7 separate regions of the Mus musculus genome follow, and all the other regions are linked to region 5. Evidence: chromatin contacts called from public HiChIP or PLAC-seq, Micro-C and promoter capture Hi-C data. All regions are on one chromosome and are shown on one strand. Each heading gives the region's core, a stretch centred on a gene start, on an enhancer-like site or on the middle of the called end of the contact. The rest is flanking DNA. Distances are from core to core; before and after follow the strand shown. Region 1 has its middle 30 kb from the start of Klf15. Region 2 holds the start of Zxdc (ZXD family zinc finger C). Region 3 holds the start of Cfap100 (cilia and flagella associated protein 100). Region 4 holds the start of Klf15 (Kruppel-like factor 15). Region 5 holds the start of Txnrd3 (thioredoxin reductase 3). Region 6 holds the start of Podxl2 (podocalyxin-like 2). Region 7 overlaps Mgll (monoglyceride lipase).

Region 1 (2,907 bases), core at 118-2,617, 850 kb before region 5:
CTACATATGCAGCTAGAGACACGAGCTCTGGGGTTACTGGTTAGTTCATGGATCAGCCTGCTTTCTTATAGAACACAGGACCACCAGGATGATACCACCCACAATTGGGCTGGGCCCTCCCCCATCAATAACTAATTTAAAAAATGCCCTATACTTCACACTTTTAAATGTCCTTAGTACACTTTCTAGGAGTTTTCTTCAGTGGCTTACTATTTAGGGTATTACTTTTGGGGGTGGCATGGTTAGGGGGGAATAGGAGTTGTTACAGAAGCTTTCTGTTTCCCTCTTTTTCAACTATGCATTTTCTGTTATTGATATCACTGCAAAATCTTTTTTGCTCTTTTTTACAGTGTGGCTTCTGGTGGGGATGCTGGAGGGGAAGGACTTAGTTTTCTTTAGGGGGGAAGCCACTGGGAGCCTGAGCATGTTCTACTGAGTGTATACACAACACAAATTAGACCTTTGTGTGTGTGTGTGGTTTTTGTTTTGTTTATTGTGCTTGGGATGGGGTGGACATGGAAGGACTGAGAAGTGATTGTGATTAAGGTATATGATGTGAATTTCCCAAAGAATCAGTAAAAATACTATGTTGAAGAAGAAGAAGAAGAAGAAGAAGAAGAAGAAGAAGAAGAAGAAGAAGAAGAAGAAATAATAATTCCTTACAGTTGGACTTATGGAGGCATTGTCTCAATTGAGATTTTCTTCCTTTCAATGACTTTCAATGGCTCTAGCTTGGGTCAAATAACATAAAACCTAGCTAACCCAATAGGCTTGGAGGTAGGTGGGATATGGGAATTCATCTGAGCCATAGATGCTTTCCCAGATCCGGGAGGAGATGGAAAGACTTGGCTGTGACTGCACGGTTGAGACATCCTGTCCCTGACTGTCCCTTAGTTCTGGCTTTCCAGGTGACTCTGGTCAGGCTCACTCTCCCCCTTCTGTGCCCCCTGGAAGGTTAGAGAGGTGACCATGCCTCAGTGACAGACCAGTTAGACCACCAGGTAGTCTGCAAGTGCCATCCAGGTCCCCTCACAGCAGCCTCAATACCTGGGTGTGGGGGATCTATAAGCTGACAACTTCTGCTGCCATAGCCTATGAAATAGTGATATAGATTTGTTCTGACCACGTGGCTGCCTGGGCCCCACTCTGCCCAAGACCAGATTAGACTTCCACTCAGGCTCTGTTGTCAGGTCCCTCTGGTCCCCAGTTGGTCATGGCCTCAGCCCTCCCTTGCCTGCCTGACTACCCTTCTCTGCAGGCTGTCCCTCTGTGCCGATCTCCTGATAATTTCTCAGATTAACATCGTGCACTTTCAGCAGGTCTGAGGCAATGTCCTTCTCACCGTATCAAATCAACAGGTACATGTCACCAAGCCTTGAACCCAGTGACATCATCCATGATCTCTCAGTGAAGGTGGGACCAGGCCAAGAGTTGCCATTATAAACGTACTTCATGATTACCAAACATTTAGGGGTGACACTCTGGGACCTGAAAGAGACTCTCCTGCTTATGCTTGTTAGCCCTTCTGTCCACTCTTGGCCTGCAGCTACGAATCTGAAGTCTCCTGTTAGACAGCTCATCTTCACCCCTTCCATATTTATTAATGGGAACTGCTCAGTGTGGAAGAGTTAAATATCAATAATTAAGCCACACACCGGCCGGCCAGCAGAGCACAGAGGAAGAGCAAAGGCTGCTTAGTCACTGTTTAACTGGCACCTCTCTCTGCCCGTGACCTGACCCCTGGTTGCCTTTGCCCTCGCTGGCTCTGCCCCATCTCTGCTGCTGAAGTCAGCATCCTGTCCTAGGCCTTGCAGGACCTTCAGCACAGCTTCTCTAGAAGCAAGATCCAGCCCTTTCTCTCCTCTGAGCCTCTCTGCTCTTTGTCTTGCCTGAGAGGAAACCTCCTCTCAGGGCTCCCTGTCGCAGCACCAAAGTTCCTAGTGGTCCCCAAACACATAGCACAGATTCACACACAAACACCTACACATACTTGTTTACAGATACACACTCACACATTTATACAAGCACAGATACATATGCATTCATTATAGCTATACACATATACATATACCTACTCACATATATATGTATTTCTTTTTTCTTCTGTCCTCAGATGCACCAGAAGAGGGCGTCAGATCTCATTACGGATGGTTGTGAGCCACCATGTGGTTGCTGGGATTTGAACTCAGGACCTTCGGAAGAGCAGTCAGTGCTCTTAACCACTGAGCCATCTCTCTAGCCCCCATATATATGTATTTATGCATACATAAATAGCCATACACACATATATGTAGGCATATACATACATACATACATACATACATACAACATACACAGATTCACTCAGGGCCACATGTATGCTTTTAGGCATACATAGACATACATGCACAGATACACACCTACACAATTGAATCCCAGATGTTTGTTTCTGATAGTAAAAGCTAACAATAATACCCTGGTCTCAGCAGCTCACTTGGTGCTCCGTGCAGCTAGGACAGGTACTGTTGTTGTTGGCCTGGTCCCCCAAGAAGCCCCACCTCCTCCCCAGCTTGCATCCAGGAAGTGGCATGGCTGGAGTCCTTGGCCTATTCACTGTACTTCCACACTCACACAGCATCTGCCCTAGCCCGACCCAGCTGCTTTCTCACCCATCCAGGGAGGTGGCCAGCTTTAGATGTCTGCCAACCATAAGCTGCCTGTACCCTGACAGAGAGACTCTGTTTGGCCAAGCTTTAGCTGGAATTCTGAACTGACTCCAAGACCCATCTGTGCACTTGTGAAAATGCAATTTTAGCAAGATGAAATGAAGCCAGCTTACCCTCAGTGTCTGCTCACCCTCAACGATGTTTTCCTGGGTCCCTCATCCTCCACCCCCAGGTAATGTCTGGCCTCCTGGCCTGGCTTCAG
Region 2 (2,700 bases), core at 121-2,620, 730 kb before region 5:
GAGAAGAGGTCACTTCCAATGTAAGCATCTTAACAAAGGTTTGTACCCTCCCCACGGATAGCTGCGATTGTGCATGCCACTTGGCTGTAGGAACCCAGAGCTTCATATCTAAGTACCTGAAAGGGACTTCAAAACAAACACGGGAGTGTTTTTGCCTTATTCTCATTTAGATCAGGGCGCGTAACGCCTCCACCCCGACCTCCGCAAACCCTGCCCAAACAAGCGACAGTTTGGCCCTTGGGTCCAGACCCCGCCGGGTCCCGCCCGCCCCGGCAGGTCCGCGTCTCCAGCTTACCGGGGAAATCACACTTGTAAGGCCGCTCGGGCTCGAAGTGGCTGCGCTGGTGGGAGTTGAGCTTGGCGTGTGTGGGGAAGCGCTCGGCGCACACCTCGCACTTGAACAAGCTCTCCTGCTCGTGGCCCTTCATGTGCGCCTTGAGGTTGTAGACGGTGGTGAACTTCTTGCCGCAGCCGCCCACCGGGCAGCTAAAGGGACGCAGCTTGTCATGCGACTGCAGGTGCCGTTTGAGCTTGTAGGAGGTGGTGAAGGCCCAGCCGCAGCCATCCAGCGGGCACTTGAAGGGCCGCCGGCCCTGGAGGCTGCCGTGCGTCAGCAGGTGCACCTTCAACTGGTGCTTCTTGGCGAAGCTCAGCGCGCACTGCGGCTCCGGACAGCGGTAGGCCGGGGAGCCAGCGCTAGCGGCCACCGGCCCGCGGCGGGACGCAGCAGCGCTCGAGGGCTCCAGGCCCGGGGTGGTCGCGGGATGCAGGCTCGGGGCGGCTGGCGCGGGCGCCGCAGCCAGCGTGAAGACGCCGCGGTCGAAGCGCACCAGGAGGTCCTGGTTGTGGATGGTGACCGTGCCTGCCAGAGCTGCGCCGGGGGCGGCGGCCGGGACCTGTTCCGTGGGGCTCGCGCCCGAATCGGGCTCGGCCTCCTCCTGACCATGGGTGTCGGCCGCGCGCGGCACTTCCAGCAGTACCACGAAGGAGTCGCCGCCGTCCTCCGGGGGCGGCGGGCTGGGCCCCGGGGCCTCCTCTGGACGCGGCCCGGGCCCGCCATCTTCCGGGCCCCTCAGCAGCAGCAGGCGACGGCGCCCGGGACCGGCACCGAGGGACGGCCCCGCGCCGCGGCGAAGTCGGCTCGGGCCACCGCCATGTTGGTCTCCGCGCGTGGCCGGGGCGGCCAGCACCGCCGGGAGGTCCATCTTAGGCCCAGCTGAGGCGTCCGAACCGCAGCCACCGGAGAAGAGCTGCCCAGCCCTGCCAGGCATGCGCGCGACACCTAGGGTCCGCCCCCCGGGAGCCTCTGTCAAAGCTGAGCTTAGACTACAGCCCAGAGTCGCATCTCGAGCTGCGCGTGCGCAGGAGCCGTGGGCGTGGGCGTGGCGCGCGAGGGCTGTCGGGACTGTAGTCACGAGGAAGCCCAGGGGCTGGAGCAGGGGCGGAGCCTCCAACTTGTCTTGTGCTTGGAGTCCCAACTTGGAAAAAGAGGGTCTTCAGATTTGGGCTCCTACTTTTGCATCTGGGTAGCGCAAAGGAATGAAAACTGATTGCGTTTCTTAAGAGTTCCTGTGCCCTCTGTACTTTGAAAATACGAGCTAATTCAACCTGTGATTGCCAAGTGTAAGGAAACAAGTCAAGTTTACCTGTGGCCACATGATCCAGAACTGACACTCAGGCTTTGAACCTCTCCACTTTGCTTGTCATCTCTCTATGACCTCGCCGAAGAGCGCGTCTATCTGCTGCTACTGTGCCACCGACCTGATTTGCCCTGTAGCAGGTCCTGATGGGATCCCTACCTAAACCACTAAAGACATTCCGTGTTTCCTTGATATATGTCTGCCTTCTAAGTTGCTGGTTGTTCCCTGAATTCCACAATCCCCCTTGTCTCATACGGATTCATCTGGAATCACACCACTCCTGTCATCACCACTCAAATTCAAACTTATTTCACTCCTAGGTTCTCAAATAGCTAAGGAACCTGTCTTCCGCTCCACCTTTACCCAACTGTCTCCCCGCCCCCACCCATTCCAGTCCTTTCTGCCTCCAGCCTGTTTTCTGTAGGTCAGGCTTTAGTCTTCTGAAAGTTCAAATACTATTAAAACTTTGCCAACCTGCCATTTGCACCTACACTGGTTTACCCCCATTTCCCACCAATTTGCCCCTTAAAATGCAAGGGTATCTCCCTCCCCCTGTGTCTCCCTGAAGAGGGATGGAAATATGTCTACACAAAAACTACTTGCATGCTTATAGTAATCTTTGTTACAACAACTCGCCAGGGGAAACAATGCAAGTGTTCATTGTCAGATGAATATATATTCATACAGTGGAATATTTTTGAGCAATTACAGAGTTTTGCAAGTTATGTCATGACCAAACCTATGAAAAATATTTCAGCCACAAAAGAGAATGTGCTATAATGCCATTTATATGAAATGTCTAGAAGAGCTAAGTTATACAGACAGTAGATTAGTGGGAGATGGGGAATTAGGGCTAGCCTCTAATAGGGATGGGTTCTCCAAGGAGCAAAAGTTTTTGGCATTAAAAGTGTTGATTGAACAGCACATCTGATATACAAAAGCTACTGACAACAAATGACAGCAATGACACGTCTGTATGCTTCTATTAAAAATACATTTAAAAAATGAGCACAGAAATAGCACATCTGTTTGTGAAAAACCTTACCTGTCTGTATATGTG
Region 3 (2,898 bases), core at 376-2,875, 780 kb before region 5:
AGCCAAACACTGAGCGGCTATGGCCGAGGAACACAGACTTGGGTTACAAGGAAGGGTGTGGAGCTCTCTGCTGTGGGCCTCAGATGCCATCTGAGGACATTCTCGGCCTTTGTGTTGGTAGAAGTTAGAGGTGTGAACATTCCGAGAAGAGTTATGTAACAGTTACAAGAATGTTCTGTCAATCACAGTGGCTGTTTCGAGGGCTAGTATTACCTCAGATAATTTTGGCTCTAGATTTGCAGCATTCCAACTCTCCGCAGTCTTTGAGGTTTCACCGATCACTCTGGCTTGTACAATGTTGAACACAGTGTGCCTTTCTTCTAGGATCTTAGGCTCACATTGGTTCCTCATGCTGAGGGGTGGTGGTTCAGAACCGGACCTAGTCATCAGGATGGTAGTAAGTACTGAATGGATCTGCGCTGAGAACAATACCTGGCTTAAAGGACACCCTGTGAGGGTTCACCGGGGACTCAGGACAGGTGTGCTAACACCAGGAATGGTAGCACCCTCATTTGTTCTCTTTTGGTGGCTTATTTTTCTAAATTCGTAAAAGCCCTCGTGGTGTGAAAGATGAATGATTTCTGAAATATTTGCTTGACTGGTTGAATAAATAAGCACTCCAAACCTGGTGCAGGTTTTACTGTTGTTCTTCCTTCCTTCCTTCCTTCCTTCCTTCCTTCCTTCCTTCCTTCCTTCCTTCCTTCTTTCCTCCCTCCCTCCCTCCCTCCCTCCCTCCCTCCCTCCCTCCCTCTCTCTCTCTTTCTCTTCCTTCCTTCTCTCTTTCTCTCTTTTTCTTTCCTTCTTCCTTCTTCTTTCTTCTTCCTTTCTTTCTTCCTATTATTTTTGTTTTGTTTTGTAGTTTGTCTGGCTATTTTGACAGCCTACTGGGAAGCTGAGGCCAGAATATTGGGAATTCTAGACCACAGTGTAAGGGCCCTCCTCCAACACCAGGCAGGGAGCCACTTGCTTGCAAAGAGTATTTAACACTAGCTGCATAAAAAACAAACAAACAAACAAACAAACAAACAAACAAACAAAACCAACAAACCACATATGCAGGGCCCACCCTTTCTTCCTGGCTCCCCCATGCCCAGCGCTGGACTGCCCTGCGGGATACTGTCCCTTTGGTGATTCAAGGGTCCCTGACCCATTCCAGGATCCTTCTACACTCCTACCCCTGGCCTTCTTGCCTTGGTTCTATCTCTCCACCCACTGGGTGGCGCCAGCGACCCTGAGTAGCGCCAGGAGCTAAGGGAGACTGTCTTTGGCACATTCCTAGCCTGTAGACTGTTTTACCGTCGTCCTCCCCGGCCCCAAGACTCCTAAATATTCTCTGAAGAGCCAGGCTGTTGTCTGTGCCCTAGCTGCAACAAAATCCTTTACGGATGGGCAGGAGAATCTGGGGGTGAAAGAAGCTAGTGCGCTGGGCAAACGTACCCTGTCCCCGGGTTGCAGGGTTGCAACAACCCGGATCGCTCTGCTTCTAGTCGTTGTCCCTTCCCTGAGTCCGTGTCTTCTGCTCTTTAGCTGCCACAGTCCTGCACAGTACTCCGCGCCCGCCGGCCCGCCAGCCCGCCCAGTGTGCCCGGGCCCGCCTCCGGGGCTTTATGACATCACAGCTCCTGTGAGAATAGTTGCCTTGGCGTCGCAAACGCAGTTCAGGACCAGAAGACTGGAGAATTGCCGACCGAGGCTTCGGAGCAAGCTGAGTGCACGCGGCTGGTTGGTGCGCGCGGGGCTGGGCCAGGGGGCTTGGGGGTGGGCTCCAGCGGGGTGGCTGTGGGGCTCTGGTCCGAGATCAAATACTCTATTGGGTCCCTTGCAAGGCTTTGCGTCCTTCGGTGCTCTTTTCCACTTTATCTATGACAGGCCCCATTTAAGCACTGGTCCATTCCCTTGCTGCTGCATTCTTGCCCCAGGGTGTGGTGTGCCAAGAGAAGCTGGGGTGTTAGGAGGCAGGATTCTCTGGTAGTGTTTTGGCTGAGGTAGAGATGCTCAGACTGCAAGCAATCCTGGGCTCCACCCTCGGCCCTGCTTCGTTGAGATTTGGAACACTAGTTGAGCTTCTGCAAACAGGAAAACTCACTTCATTTTGAAGGGAACCTAGCATAGCATAGCGTCGGGAGCTCTAACAGGTGGAACAGAGGGCTTGCTTCCGTGCAGATTGCATTCTGGAAGACATATGCAATAAAAGTCTTGTAAGAGGTAACCACTTGACCTTGTAAAGAAGAAAACGAAGGGTCATTACATGCATTGGTGCAGGAAGGTCTCTCAGAGTGACATCTGAGCCCAGTTTTAAAGGGAGAAGTCCCGCCCCTCACCCTTCCAACCTCACCTAGGTGAGAGGCTCCCCAGAGGCTCCAGGCAGACCAAAGCTGGTGTGTTCCGAGAACAGGAAGATATGGGCCAGCCTTGCCCAGGAGGGGAATAGTAGATTCCATTAAACCTGGATACAGGGAATAGGCAGTGTTAGTCCACATAGTGGAAATGCAAGTCACTCAGTTCAAAGTGGGCTGTGGGTTTGGGGGAACCATCCTCTCAAGTACTGTGTCACTCTCCAGGCGAGAATCTGCTTCAGCTAAGGCCAAGCTTTGCACACCGGTTGGTCCTCAGCCATGGCGTTCAAGGCACGGTCCTCTAGGTTCTCCGTGAAAATGGTTGAAGACAGTAAGTACTGAGCTGGGTGGGGGCTCCTGGAGGGCAAAAGGAACCCTGGGACAGTTTGGTGTAAACTCACTCAAATACTGACGTAGTTCTAAAGCAACACTGTGCATGCTTTTCCTGTGGCTATCGTGATGCAGAACCCCACCTAGGGCTTCATGGCTTAGCTGGTAGAAGCCTGTTGCACAGCTTTGACTGCCATGAGAAAAAGGAGCACAGGGCTGGTGCCTTCTGAGG
Region 4 (2,745 bases), core at 47-2,546, 820 kb before region 5:
TGGGGACACTGAAGTACTGAAGGCCCAGGGGATCCAGGACTTCCTGGACCCAGGACTTGAAAGCCCAAGTGCCAGCGATCAAGCCGGTCCCAGAAAAACAGCAGCACGTGGCGTAGCCAGAGGCGCAGGCTGCGTGCAGGGGGAGGGGGCACCCTGTTCTGGGCACGGTCCCCGGCAGGCCGCTGGACTCCGCCCCCTCTCTTAGCCGGCCAGGCCTGCTGTTTATCCTCCCGGGGACACAGCGGCTGTAGGAACAACATGTAATTGATAACAAGCCGAGAGCCGGCCAAGGGCTAGCCATTGGGTCAGCGTGCAAATCACGGGGGTGGCGAATGGGGGCCGGTCTTCAAAATAAGAGTCTTCTCCCTGAGGAGTCCGAAGGCCCCAAAGTTACTGCCATTCTCGCACCTGTAGGGCGGCGGGGACTCCCCATGGTCGGGGGCAATATCTGAAGGACTCAGTCAAACATTTGAGATTTCACCTTCCCATACCGTGGTAGCAAACCTCCCCTGTGCCCTCCAGGGGAGAATGTTTCCAAGAGGGATGACCTGCCCCCTGCGGCTGCTACCCTCAGCGGTCCCTCCGGTAATGTTTGTTCAGAGGGGCCTGAGGACTCTGCGTGGGGATACGGAACATAAGCGCACGCTGCGGGTACGCGCAAATGGGTGTGAGTTTGTGTCGTGTGATTGCGTGTGCTGGGCGCAGTGCAGCCGTGCGGGTGTCCGCCAGGTGCCCGCGCGTGGGTGCCCACCCGTGGGTGTGAAGTACGTGGGAAGGAGGTGGCTCGGACTCTGGCGCACAGCTTCGGAGAGTACCTTACCCTCCGCCCAGTGACCCCCTTCGCGTCCCCTCTTAGGCCACCGCAACAGTGACCGACAGTAACCTCTCCGCCCCTTGGTCTCCAGGCCCCGCCATATGGGAGCGCAGGTCCAGGAGTGCCACGGACGCGCGTGGGCTCCGCGGGCAGAAGCTGCGCACACCGGATTTGCCCTTTGCAGGCCCGGCGCGCTCACGGGGGTCCCCGCATTTCCGGGGTCCCCTCATTTCCCGGGCCTCCGCGCGTGGTTCCTACAGCGCGCGCCAGGGGACGGCCCGTGATCCCCAAGGGAGGACCCACGCGGCCGCGGTACATCGCGCGTCTCCCACCTGGACTCCGCGTCGCCTGGCGCGGCCTCGCGCGTGCGGCCCGGCTCCGTATGCGGCCGCGCGTCCAGCGCTCCTGGCCGCAGCCCGCACTCCCTGCGGCCGAGCTGGGCGCTCGCCGCTCGCCGCTCTCCCCGCTCTCCGGCCGCTCACGTGACGCCGCGGGCGCCGCGAAGGCTCGCAGGAGGCTCGGCCTCGGGCGCGCGCCCCATTGGCTAGCGCCGCGCGTCACGCGCCCCCGCCCCGCCTCGGCCGCACCCTCCCGCTGCCCACGCGCTCTCCGGTCTCTTCGTGGATCTGCACTGGGTCCTCCGATGCGCACGTGAGACGGGTTCTAGAATCCACTGAAAGCCCGCAGAGTCCCGAAGTGCAGACCACGTGGGACCTCGGGAGCGGAATCGTCCCTGCAACCCCCTCCGCATTCCTAACAAGGCCCGATCTAGTAGGGACCGTGTCTAAAGGGACCAATTGTAAAAATACATCTGGTCTTTCCTCCAGCGGTCATGGTTACTCACGGGAATGGACGCTCACTGCGCTACCCTAGACTTCTGCGACTGACAAACTGCGGAGGTTTGCTGACCACCACCAGTGGCGGCACCTCCCCAAAGACTGCAGGGTGCTTCTGATCTGCAGAGGGAGTTCCAGATTGCAGTCCCAAGCCATCATAGACAGCTTTTGCACCGGTTTAATGAGGAAAGTGAAGCCCAAGAAAACACGTGAGCAGAGAGTGCTGGGTACCCTGCTGTGCACTTTAGCCTACACTGCCTGGCTTCAAACCCGGGCGGCGTGAAAAAACCCGCTGAGAGCGAGCGTGGGCCTTCTTAGCCAAGCAGATAGAGGGCCAGGCACAGCCAGGTCTGTCTTGTCTTTCCCCTGCTTCTTAATACCCAGGACATTTGGACAGACCTTCCTTCCTGGCGCTTCCTACCTGACACTGCGAGGTGGCCAGCCTTTCCCCTTGCTTCTCCAAGCCGTCCCTGTTGGGGCCAGGATTTTTAGCCAGATCCCTTAAATAAGGATCTGAGGATTCTCCAGGTGAGTGCCCATGATCCAGCAGTTAAACTGAGTCTTAGCCAGAGCACGGAAGGAGTCTGTGCTTAGCACAAGATGGTCATCAACGTTCTGATTGATCATAGGCCCAGTCTGAGTCTTCCCCAGTATTCTACAGCCAGTGAATAGCTAGCCAGGGCTAGCACGCAGAGCAGGTGGGGTTGGCTAGTCCATAAAGTTGATTGATCCTATCTTGTCAAGGGAGGGCAGGGTCAGGCTGGGCCAGCACACTTCTCCATAGCCCTGCCTACCCTGGGCTCTGCATTCCTCACACTCTGTCTGTCCAATGTCTCCCACCCCCAGGGAGAAGTGCAGTCAAAGATCAGAAGCTTGAAAGCAACAGTGTAGCTGAGCGGCCTCAGTCCACAGGGAAGATGCCCCAGCTGTCTAGAAGCCATGGCCAACCTAGGACATTCTGCCTAAACCTGAGTCACATTAGGCATCCTTGCTTCAGAACCTTCCCAGGGCTCCCAGCTCACTCACAGGAAGTATATATAACCCCATTCTCTCAGCCTTCCTCAGTCTCTTTTGGGTCCCTTTGTTCCATGACCT
Region 5 (2,780 bases), core at 281-2,780:
CAGGCTGGCCTTGAATACATGATCCTTCTGCCCAAGCATCTATTTTTTTTTTCATTTAAATTGTGCTAGAAATGGAAGCCAGGGCCTTGCTCCCACTAAGTTACACACCTGGCCTTTATTGTTTCAACTTTCTCATAATGTTAAGTAAACATCAAGATATTGAACAGCCCCATCTTGCATCTTCCTTCCAAAGATTTCAATAAGAATATTTTTATCTCATAATATGAAAACAATGTCGAATGCCCACCCAGCCCCAAATTACAGAGTGTGCAACAGAGCTTAAACTAGCCACGACTTCCATGGTTCTTAAAACCTCCTCTACCTTCATCTTACAAGCTCCCTGCTAGTTCTGAAACCTGGTCAAGGAGCCAAACATGCTAGTTAACAAATGGGATCTAGATCCAGCTTCAGCTAGCCACGCAATCCTATTTTAATAAGACAACAATTTTAAATATTTTTTGGTTGTTCTTTTTTTTTTTTTTTTAACTAAAGCCCATTATCAGGCTGGAAAGCAAATGTTTCCCTAGATGGCAACCTCCCGGGACCCCGTAGTGAGTCAGAGAAGGTAGGCAATGAAACCTGGGAAAGTGCTACAAAAGCCCTACTCCGTCCACCTTCAGGCCCCGCCCACCTCCCATATGTCAGCGCAGGACCGCCCGCCCACTAAGTTCCACCCAAACCCTCCCTTACCCCCCACCCCCCATACACTAGGTCCCACCCACAGAGTTCCACTCAGACCCTCCCTATTAGCCCCTCCCACCAGGACCCCCTTCCACGGTTCCAATCCGCCCAATGAGCCCCGCCCAGACCCTATTCCGGTTACGCCCATCAAGCACCCTCCACAGACCTCCGCTTCGCCCCACCCACCAACCTTGCTCAGACCCCGCCCACCAGGCGCTAACTACTGAGCCCGGGGTTCGCCCGGCTCACTGCTCAGACCTCTGATCAGTCCCCAGATCCGGCTCACAAACTTACCCAGCCTCTTTATCGACGCTCCTCCCCGCCCGGCCCACCCTGTCCTGGCTTCACCTTCACTTCCCTCCTCCCACCGGGATTGCTTAGACCCTGCCCATCAGGCCACGCCCCAGAGCTCTGCTACGGCCGGCCCCGCCTACCCGCGTGCTGTGTGGACAGTAACTCTTGCTGAAGATCATCACCCTGTTGCCCTCGATGAGGTCCCGCAGGCGGCGCCGCAGCTCCTCGCGGGCCTCAGAAGACGGGCGGCTGGTCCCAGGGGAGGCCAGGCGGGCGCGGCGGCCGGGTGGCGACGACATGAGGCCGCCACGGACAGCACCCAGGCGGCGGTTGGGGAGGACTCCAACCTTCCCCAGCCCGGGCGAGGTCTGCGCCCGAGGAGGCGGCGGCGGGGACGGTGGCTTCTCCAGGGCTTTGTTGTCGCTCCGGGCCGAGCCGGGCCTGCTGAGGAACCGGGACGCGGGCGGCCGCCTAGGGGACGACGCCGGCAAAGCCGCTGAGAACTTGAGAACGCTACGCACTGGCCGCGGGCGCACCGGACAGCTACGGGGCCACGCCCCCGACCGCGCGACCCACGGAGAGGGCCCGCCTACCGACCGGCCACGCCCCCGGGAAAACTTTGCCCCACCTCCAGGCCTCCACAGGGCTAAGCTACGCCCCCTTAGCTCAGCCTGGTGAGCCTGCAAACTACTCTGTCTACCACCCAGTGGCACAGTGGCAGTCACTTGCCATTTTCAAAGGTGCGGAATCAAGCTTGTATGCTCTGCTCTTCTTGTAATTACTGTTTTCATTATCGTTTTACCACAGTTTTTGACACCCAGAGGCCTCTCTACAGTTCCTTCCGCTCCTGATTCTCCACCAATCTCAAAATAGGTGCTTTTCAGGAAGGGTAGATGTCTCCACTTTATTTCAGAAAATGTGACAAAAACCTTGTCTAGGAAATACTGATTCTTTTTTAATTTGCACTACTGAAGCTGAATAAAAATTACTATTGCAATTCAGTTTCAATATGAGGTTCCTAGGTTACTACCTCCCCAACCCCTCAACCCACACACACCCTCAGCAATTCACTGTGACAGTGTACTGCTTAGTTTTTGTCAACTTGGAGCATACTAGAGTCACCTGGAAAGAGACTCAACTGAGGAAATGCTTCCTTCAGATTGGCCTGTAGGCAAGCCTGTGGAATATTTTCTGATTAATGATAAATGTGGTGGCATCAGGCCCACTGGGGAGGGGGTGCCACCCTTGGGCAGGTGGTCCTAGGTGGTAAGAGAGCATGCTGAGTGAGCTATCGAGAGCAAGCCCACGAGCAGCAGTCAGCTTCTGCTCCTTCTTGGGTTTTCTGACTTCCCCCAATAATGGAGTGTGACTTGGGACTTTTCCCAAATAAACCCTTTCTTCCTCTAAGTTGTTTTTGGTTAGTGTTGTTATCACAGCAACAGGAAATAACTAGGGCACAATGGATTCTCAAGCCATCCCCAACACAGGAACCATTTGGAAAGAAGGTCAAATAAGAACAGGCGGTATGCAAACATTTTATCAACTGAGCCCTCTCCCTGGGCTCACGTTTTAAAGTTATTGCTGTAAGCAGCCCTTCTGAAGTTCAGCTTCCTGTAAATGAGCAGAGGCACGGACTCTAATTAGTGGCCACTGTTAGTCAGTTAGCTGGACTATCCTTAGCACCTGTGGTCTGGAACGCCCACTCCACAGAGGCCTTGAGGAAAACTGCATGGCCAGTGTATCTGGTGCCTGTCTGAAGGGCAGGCTCAACCAGGGCTGCTTCAAACATTTGAGCCAGACTTGTT
Region 6 (2,856 bases), core at 162-2,661, 770 kb after region 5:
CAATACAATTTGTTGTCTGTATATAGACATTTAAGTCCCAGAGCTGTCCCCAAGTATAGGGATCAGTGTATACATTACCCATCTTGTTGATCTTGCCAGTCTTCCTCTTCTTGTCTGTAGCCAAGATCTTCAGGGAGTCGCCCTCTGTCAAGTCTGATCCTTATTATTTCGGAAGGAGTCCAAAGCCTTTTCTTCTTTTTTAAAACACAAACCTAGAGTCTCTCTCCCAACACAGCATGCCTTTAAGTACAGACTGATTCAATCTAGTAGAAGACTAGGCACTGGGTTTCCTGGAGCTGGAGTTACAGACAGTAGCAAGTGTGGGTGCTGGGAACCAAATCTGGGTCCTCCAAGAGCCACAAACTCTGTGCGGAGCTGTCTCTCTAGCTCCCCTCCCCCACCAGACAATCTTATGTCGCTCAGACTGCCCTGGTCTTAACCTGAATCCCTTCTAGTGCGGTACAAATATTACAGGCGTGGGACAGTCACGCTTCAGTCAGTGTTTTCACTGTCACTTAAAGAAGTGAGACATCTTTCTATCTGAGAATTGCCACAGTTTCTCTCTGTATCTAGAATGGTTTCGCCAAAACCCAGCTTACCCAACATCCATGCATCCTATAAATGTCTCCATAGAAGGTCCCCTCTGCCTCCGTTTGTGCTTAACCTGCCTTCCTACACTTGTGGCTCTGGAACATGCTGAGGAATGTTCCTGCCCTCCTGACACTTAGGAAGAGCAATGCCTGTCGGATTTGCCATATTGGCACAAAAAGAAACTTGAAGTCAAGGAGAAGCGCTGGCTAGAGAGAAAGGTGACTCCCACAAGATGTCTGAAGACAAGGACAAATCTCCTCAGGCTGTGAAAGCCAACTGGAAATTGGGGGTCTAAACTACCCCTGGAAGCTGTAGTGGGTCAGAGGTTAAGAGCATGGACTGACCCAAGTTCAGTTCCCAGCACCCACATGGTGGCTCAACAACCATCAGTGGACTTCAAACACGCACGTGGTGCACATATGTACATGTAGGGAAAACATTCACACACATAAAATGAAAATAAACTACACCCGGCACAGAGTTCAGCTCTCTGCTCTTGCCCAGTCCCTTCACCAAAGCCTGGTCCTCTCCGGCCTTCAGGATCCCCAGGCCACGTGCCCCAACAGGTCCCTGCTGATCCTGGCCTCTGTCTCCTTCGCTGTAACTGGGGCCCGGTCTGCTGCACAAAAGGTTCGGGACCCGCTTCCCAGGGAGGTCCCCCCCCCCGGGTGGCGAAGTGCTCGAGGCCCGAGGTGCAGGTGCGAAGCCGGACTCCGCAATAGGGTCCCGCCCCCGATCCCTCCGCTGCATCGATTGGGCGGATGAGCGCGTGAGTGGCGGGTACGCAGGCCAACGGGGCGCACGCGCGCCGCCGCCTTCGCTTTGCGCGCCCCCGAGGCCGGCCCGGGCGCCGCGGCGCTGCGGCTGCGGGCGGCAACGCTGCACCATGGCCCGGCCGCTGCGGGCCGCCCGACTGCCGCCGCCGCTGCTGTTGCTGCTGGCCGCCGGTGAGTGGGGCCGGGCCAAGCCGCGAGGGCGCAGCGCGCCACGGGCCAGTGCTGGCAGCGCCGCAGAACAAAGGCTGTGGGGCGCGCGGGGTCGGCCGCGCGCGGGGAGGAGGCGGCGGCGCGGGGCCTGGCGCGGGGACCCCCCAGGCGCCCTGTCCTGGGCGCTGGATGCTCCGTGCCACGCGCGCGCTCGAGGACGGCGGCGGCGGGGCCGCTGCACCAGGGTGTCCGCGCCCCACCCCTCGCCAGGTGACAGGTGACAGGTGACCAGTCTGCGGCCAAGGAGCAGAGGGGCGTGTGCGTGTGTGCGCGCGAGGGTGTAGAGAAGCTCAGCAGGGAGGCGAGAGCGCACGGGTGACACCCTTGGAGAAATCGCATCGTAAAGGTCCGGCGGGTACCCAAAGCGCGTGGGCCGGGGATGCCGAGGGCCGAGAAAGAAAGAGCTGCGTGGCCGAGGTGGATGTTTACATGTGCGTGGAGCTTGCCTGGGAAGGCGTGTGCGTGTCGTTGTGAACGCGTGTCCTCGACTGCGCGGGGCAACTTTATTAGGAGCTGACAAAGGGGTAGGTCTGCGACAGCGACTGCCGCCATATGGGGCTGTGTGTGAGACTCGGGTACGTGGTTTTCATTCAGCAGTCACTCCGGATACCTCGTTAGTGTGGGCGTGTGACAGGTCGGGGCCTGAGGCAGGTAAGAAATATGTGTGTGAGGGAGAAAGAGACAGCTTCTCAGGGTAGACATGGGATTCAGGGGTGTGTGCGAGTGTAGGGGGCGGGCACAAAAGCTTGACAGGCTCAGAGGCAAGCCGCCACCACAGAAGGGGAGGGAGGAAGGCTGACTGCAAAGGTGGGTCAGACCAGGACATGGGAGAGCAGCTTTCTCAGGGAAGATCGGAGCTGGGACCCTGTCCTAAGGTGGGCCTGGGGCAGGAGCAGGGTGCTGGGCTGGGTGGGCTACAAGACTTGGTGAACGCGTGTCCTCGACTGCGTCGCTTCCCCTCCAGTGGAGACAGGCATGGGACTGGCCACTAGTGCTCAGGCAGTTACCCCACCAAAACCCACCCAGTGTAATGTATACAAATTCGAGGAGGCGTCTATGTGAAGTCAGGTGAAGACCTTGTTTGATATGAATAGGTGGTGGGCCCTTACTTTGAGACTGTCAATGATAGAACACCAGGAAAATGTCTGGAGAAGGGCGGAGGTGGGAGAACGCTGATTAGGGTTGTACTTAACTGTAATTCCAGCTCTTTGGAACCTAAGGGGCAGGAGGATTGGGAATCCAAGTCCAGTCTGGGCTGCAGAGCAAGACCCTGTCTCTA
Region 7 (2,919 bases), core at 33-2,532, 830 kb after region 5:
CCCCCAACTGTGGCTGCTCTCCTCATGAGCAAGGCCTGGAGAAGGTGTGTGTGTCTGTCCGTCCGTATGTCTGCCCTGAGTCTCTGTCACAGCCTGAGGACAGTTCTGAATCAACTGCAGTACCCATCACTGTAAATAGTAGAGACGTGCATAAATGCCTTTATTGATCTGAAAGGTCTTAATAGCTCCTCTGATCATTTTTAAGCTTCAGCCAGAAGAACTTGCTGTGAGAGGTAGTTACTGCCCCTTCGTTCTAACGTGGCTCCCAAAAGCTGGCCTGCACGGAGGCCACGGGATGGCTACAGCTGTGACCTGGCAAGGCTCTCTAGGGTAACTTTAAATTGTTCTGGGCAGGAATGCATCCTGCCCAGTTGAGCAATAGAATGTTTTGTGCCTTTCCAGTGGCTCGGAGCACGCTCCGATGGCTCTGAGCTTGCTTTTCAAGTTCAGATTCTGGAAATCTGAACCCCAACTCTCAGAAAACAGGTGCCTGTGGGTCTGAAGGAGTCACACCTGTAGCTTATGGCGGCTGACCCACTGGCCCGTGCAGGGCACTCTCATCTGCAGCACCCCGTTCCATATCCCTTCCAGCCCACTGGAGTCCACTGACACTGGGGTGTTCAGATGGGAAGTAGGCTCTGGCCCACAGGAAGCTGACCTGGGGACATGCTTTAGGGTGAAAGGGGCTCAGTGGCCCAGGCAGTAATCAAACCGACCTTGAGAAAAACAATGGCCTCATTTCCTGGTCTTCTAATTGGGAGTCATTTCCTGTTCTTGCAGGTGGCACGGGAGCAAACAGTGCTCTCTGTGAGACAGGTCTCCTGGAGCTAGCCCCTCCCCATACTTCAGCTAGAGGCTCCCAAGAACTGGGAATGGAACACCCTGAAGTCCTGCTCAGTAGCCCCAGAGACCTCATAGGGAGCTAGATACCCACCCCCACCCCCACCCCCACCCCCAGGGACCTCATAGGGAGATAGTTCCCACTGAAGACAACCTTGGCGGTCCCAGCCCAGCCTGGCCGGGAAGTTTTGCCTTCCTTAAGGTTCCTAGAAAAAGAAGGGATGCCAGATGACACAGAGAGATTGTTCAAGAGAGGCAGCCTGGGCTGGTGAGCAGCTGAGACTGGTTCTCTGCAATTTTGGTCTCTAAATTTCTGCTGTTGCCGTCCCCCCCCCCCGCCCCCCCCCCGCCCCCGTGAAACCACTTCCTCAGCAGAGAGTGCTGGGCACTGCTGTCTTTGTCCTCAGTCTCTTCCCGGGGCTAAATATATCCCAGCTTGTCTGAACAGAGCCTCAGTGTAAAAAGCAGATGGTGCTGAGTTTATGGTGCCTGGGCATCCTCCCACCCCAGGGGTGAAGTGGTCACCTTCACACACCCATATGCACACGAAGACTGACGCACTACCTGGGGACCAGCTGAGGCTTGGGTACTGGCTGGAGGATGCTGTCTGGTCACACCAGGATTTCTCTTCTGGGGTTGGCTTCCACTGTGTGGGTCCCCACAATCATGTGCCCACCACTAATGGGGCATGCCAGCCCCATTAGCTGAGCTCAGGGATCCATGTGGCTCTGGGACCATTCACAGGACATCATGGAGGAGGGGGGGGTTCTCTTTCACTCCTCCCATCCCTCCTTCAGAGTCCCCTCCTGTGCACACCGCCTCCACTTCATTTCCCAGCCAGAGCACAGGAAGGGAAAAGGCAGCAAGCACTCAGTCCACCTGTGAGGCTCACACGAGTAGGCAACTGGAAATGAGCTCAAGGTTGCTTGCTCTTTCGGGAGTTCTAAGCCAGGGTCTGTACTCGGTGGGATACGCGAGTCCGGTGGGGAAAGACCACCAAGGCATTCAACAACAAAACGACAAAATAAAACCAAACCCCTCAAAGAACAAGCAGATTAAGTAAAGGGACATGTAATATTATCCCCCTAGTCTACGTGGAACAAGTCCCCATCTGCAGAAAGAACACACGGTGCTTTGTGCACGCCAACTGTATCCCGTAAGCCATCTCTGACAGCATGGCTGCTGACCGGCCGGCTCCCTCCGGCAGGCATCTCTTCATGCCCTTTTCTATCTTCTGACATTTGAACTCTATGAATTATTCTCCAATATTTAAAATTACGCTGGAAAGAAAAGAAAGGCGTGGTGATCCTCTCTCGGGGAGCCTGTCTGAAGACTAGGCCACACGAGCAGAGCAGCCACTTGCCCTGGGCAGGTGAACCAAGCAGTCACACTTTGTGCCCATCAAAGACGACACAGGCTGAGGCCTGGGGGGCAGCAACAGACGTGGGGTGGGGCTGGCCCTGGCCAGACCCAGGGAAATCTAATTTGTCTTCGTTAATCAGATGAGACCTGTGTCCCCCTAGAGACCTCTGCTCCTGATTTGACAAGGTGATCTATTAGTACCAGGCCTGGAAGGTCACTGGCTCAGAAGTGTGGCCACTGCTGGTCCTAGAGGGAGCCCCATGGGACCCTAGGAGGAAACCTTGCTGCTTGCCTCTGGGCCCAGCTGCTATGATGCACTCTATCTAAAAGGCTCTGTGAATTTTCTCTACAGGGAAGACATCCATCACTCTAGGGCTAATCTTGGCCAGATTCCCTCTTCCCAAAGCTCAGTGATCCCAACCCCAGCACACCAGTCTTGCCTGGGACTGTGTGGGTGAACCCAGCTCCTACGTGGCAACTCCTGACACAGTTGTGGACTCCTTGATGCACCGGCCACAGGTCTCCAGAGTGTCCCCTACCAGAGGGACACTCCTTGTGGCACACAGGATTGGTGCTCCACTCCCTCTGGGGTTCTCTTGCCTCCTGAGGACAGATCTACACTGAGGGCACGCCCATAGTCTCTCAGGAGTACTGGCTTTGGCTTCTTTCTTGGGGTGGGGGCAGATACAGTTCTGGGTTGTCTCGTTGCCTAGCTCA

Evidence for each region. Promoter capture Hi-C pulls out the DNA fragments that hold promoters and counts their contacts. A called contact is a pair of places that touch in the nucleus more often than the background predicts. HiChIP or PLAC-seq counts read pairs in DNA pulled down with a chosen protein or histone mark.
Region 1: a contact with region 5 is called in a promoter capture Hi-C map of liver, with 2.3 times the contacts expected there. The contact joins the enhancer-like site here to the promoter of Txnrd3 in region 5. A contact is called at or near these places in 12 of 39 promoter capture datasets (the 3T3-L1 cell line, 3T3-L1-derived adipocytes, cranial neural crest and 6 more), 1 of 484 Hi-C or Micro-C datasets (embryonic stem cells), 5 of 115 datasets of contacts at active chromatin or transcription factors (embryonic stem cells, extraembryonic endoderm stem cells, forebrain and 1 more) and 1 of 9 other capture datasets (embryonic stem cells).
Region 2: a Micro-C map of embryonic stem cells shows a contact between it and region 5, with 4 times the contacts expected there. The contact joins the promoter of Zxdc here to the promoter of Txnrd3 in region 5. A contact is called at or near these places in 17 of 39 promoter capture datasets (the 3T3-L1 cell line, the HPC-7 cell line, cranial neural crest and 11 more), 9 of 484 Hi-C or Micro-C datasets (CD4 T cells, CD8 T cells, Sertoli cells and 3 more), 8 of 115 datasets of contacts at active chromatin or transcription factors (acute myeloid leukemia, embryonic stem cells, large pre-B cells and 1 more) and 3 of 9 other capture datasets (adipose tissue, macrophages and pancreatic islet).
Region 3: a contact with region 5 is called in a promoter capture Hi-C map of liver, with 6 times the contacts expected there. The contact joins the promoter of Cfap100 here to the promoter of Txnrd3 in region 5. A contact is called at or near these places in 14 of 39 promoter capture datasets (3T3-L1-derived adipocytes, cranial neural crest, embryonic stem cells and 7 more), 11 of 115 datasets of contacts at active chromatin or transcription factors (bone marrow-derived macrophages, embryonic forebrain, embryonic stem cells and 3 more) and 1 of 9 other capture datasets (embryonic stem cells).
Region 4: a contact with region 5 is called in an H3K27ac HiChIP or PLAC-seq map of embryonic stem cells, with 7 times the contacts expected there. The contact joins the promoter of Klf15 here to the promoter of Txnrd3 in region 5. A contact is called at or near these places in 13 of 39 promoter capture datasets (the HPC-7 cell line, cranial neural crest, embryonic stem cells and 6 more), 1 of 15 datasets of contacts at CTCF or cohesin (the NIH/3T3 cell line), 2 of 484 Hi-C or Micro-C datasets (embryonic stem cells and uterus), 12 of 115 datasets of contacts at active chromatin or transcription factors (cardiomyocytes, craniofacial prominence, embryonic forebrain and 6 more) and 2 of 9 other capture datasets (adipose tissue and embryonic stem cells).
Region 6: a promoter capture Hi-C map of the SN4741 cell line shows a contact between it and region 5, with 5 times the contacts expected there. The contact joins the promoter of Podxl2 here to the promoter of Txnrd3 in region 5. A contact is called at or near these places in 2 of 39 promoter capture datasets (the SN4741 cell line and cranial neural crest), 2 of 484 Hi-C or Micro-C datasets (cortical neurons and forebrain) and 5 of 115 datasets of contacts at active chromatin or transcription factors (bone marrow-derived macrophages, embryonic forebrain, embryonic midbrain and 2 more).
Region 7: a promoter capture Hi-C map of pre-B cells shows a contact between it and region 5, with 3 times the contacts expected there. The contact joins the enhancer-like site here to the promoter of Txnrd3 in region 5. A contact is called at or near these places in 4 of 39 promoter capture datasets (the 3T3-L1 cell line, the C10 cell line, the HPC-7 cell line and 1 more), 1 of 15 datasets of contacts at CTCF or cohesin (large pre-B cells) and 1 of 115 datasets of contacts at active chromatin or transcription factors (pancreatic cancer cells).

The regions. Positions count from the first base shown.
Region 1 is chr6:90,490,976-90,493,882 of GRCm38.p6, reverse strand. It overlaps a transcript of Klf15 not described here. Among named protein-coding and RNA genes, the nearest start is that of Klf15, 30 kb to the right of the region's middle. Within about 2 kb of position 1,367, at least 28 of the 459 cell types and tissues checked have an H3K27ac peak or open chromatin away from gene starts, as enhancers often do. A contact at or near this core is called in 3T3-L1-derived adipocytes and liver, where this site is marked.
Region 2 is chr6:90,368,164-90,370,863 of GRCm38.p6, reverse strand. It overlaps Zxdc (ZXD family zinc finger C), which reads right to left and starts at 1,370. Exons shown (of 10, transcript NM_173002.3): 1 at 296-1,370. The coding sequence starts at 1,205.
Region 3 is chr6:90,427,207-90,430,104 of GRCm38.p6, reverse strand. Cfap100 (cilia and flagella associated protein 100) reads left to right here and starts at 1,625. Exons shown (of 17, transcript NM_173775.3): 1 at 1,625-1,726; 2 at 2,562-2,667. The coding sequence starts at 2,616.
Region 4 is chr6:90,461,127-90,463,871 of GRCm38.p6, reverse strand. Klf15 (Kruppel-like factor 15) reads right to left here and starts at 1,296. Exons shown (of 3, transcript NM_023184.4): 1 at 1,147-1,296.
Region 5 is chr6:89,642,738-89,645,517 of GRCm38.p6, reverse strand. It overlaps Txnrd3 (thioredoxin reductase 3), which reads right to left and starts at 1,530. Exons shown (of 16, transcript NM_001178058.1): 1 at 1,116-1,530. The coding sequence starts at 1,385.
Region 6 is chr6:88,873,601-88,876,456 of GRCm38.p6, reverse strand. It overlaps Podxl2 (podocalyxin-like 2), which reads left to right and starts at 1,411. Exons shown (of 8, transcript NM_001347327.2): 1 at 1,411-1,538. The coding sequence starts at 1,478.
Region 7 is chr6:88,809,989-88,812,907 of GRCm38.p6, reverse strand. The region is part of intron 5 of Mgll (monoglyceride lipase); the gene reads right to left. Among named protein-coding and RNA genes, the nearest start is that of Abtb1, 30 kb to the left of the region's middle. Within about 2 kb of position 1,282, at least 47 of the 459 cell types and tissues checked have an H3K27ac peak or open chromatin away from gene starts, as enhancers often do. A contact at or near this core is called in the HPC-7 cell line and pre-B cells, where this site is marked.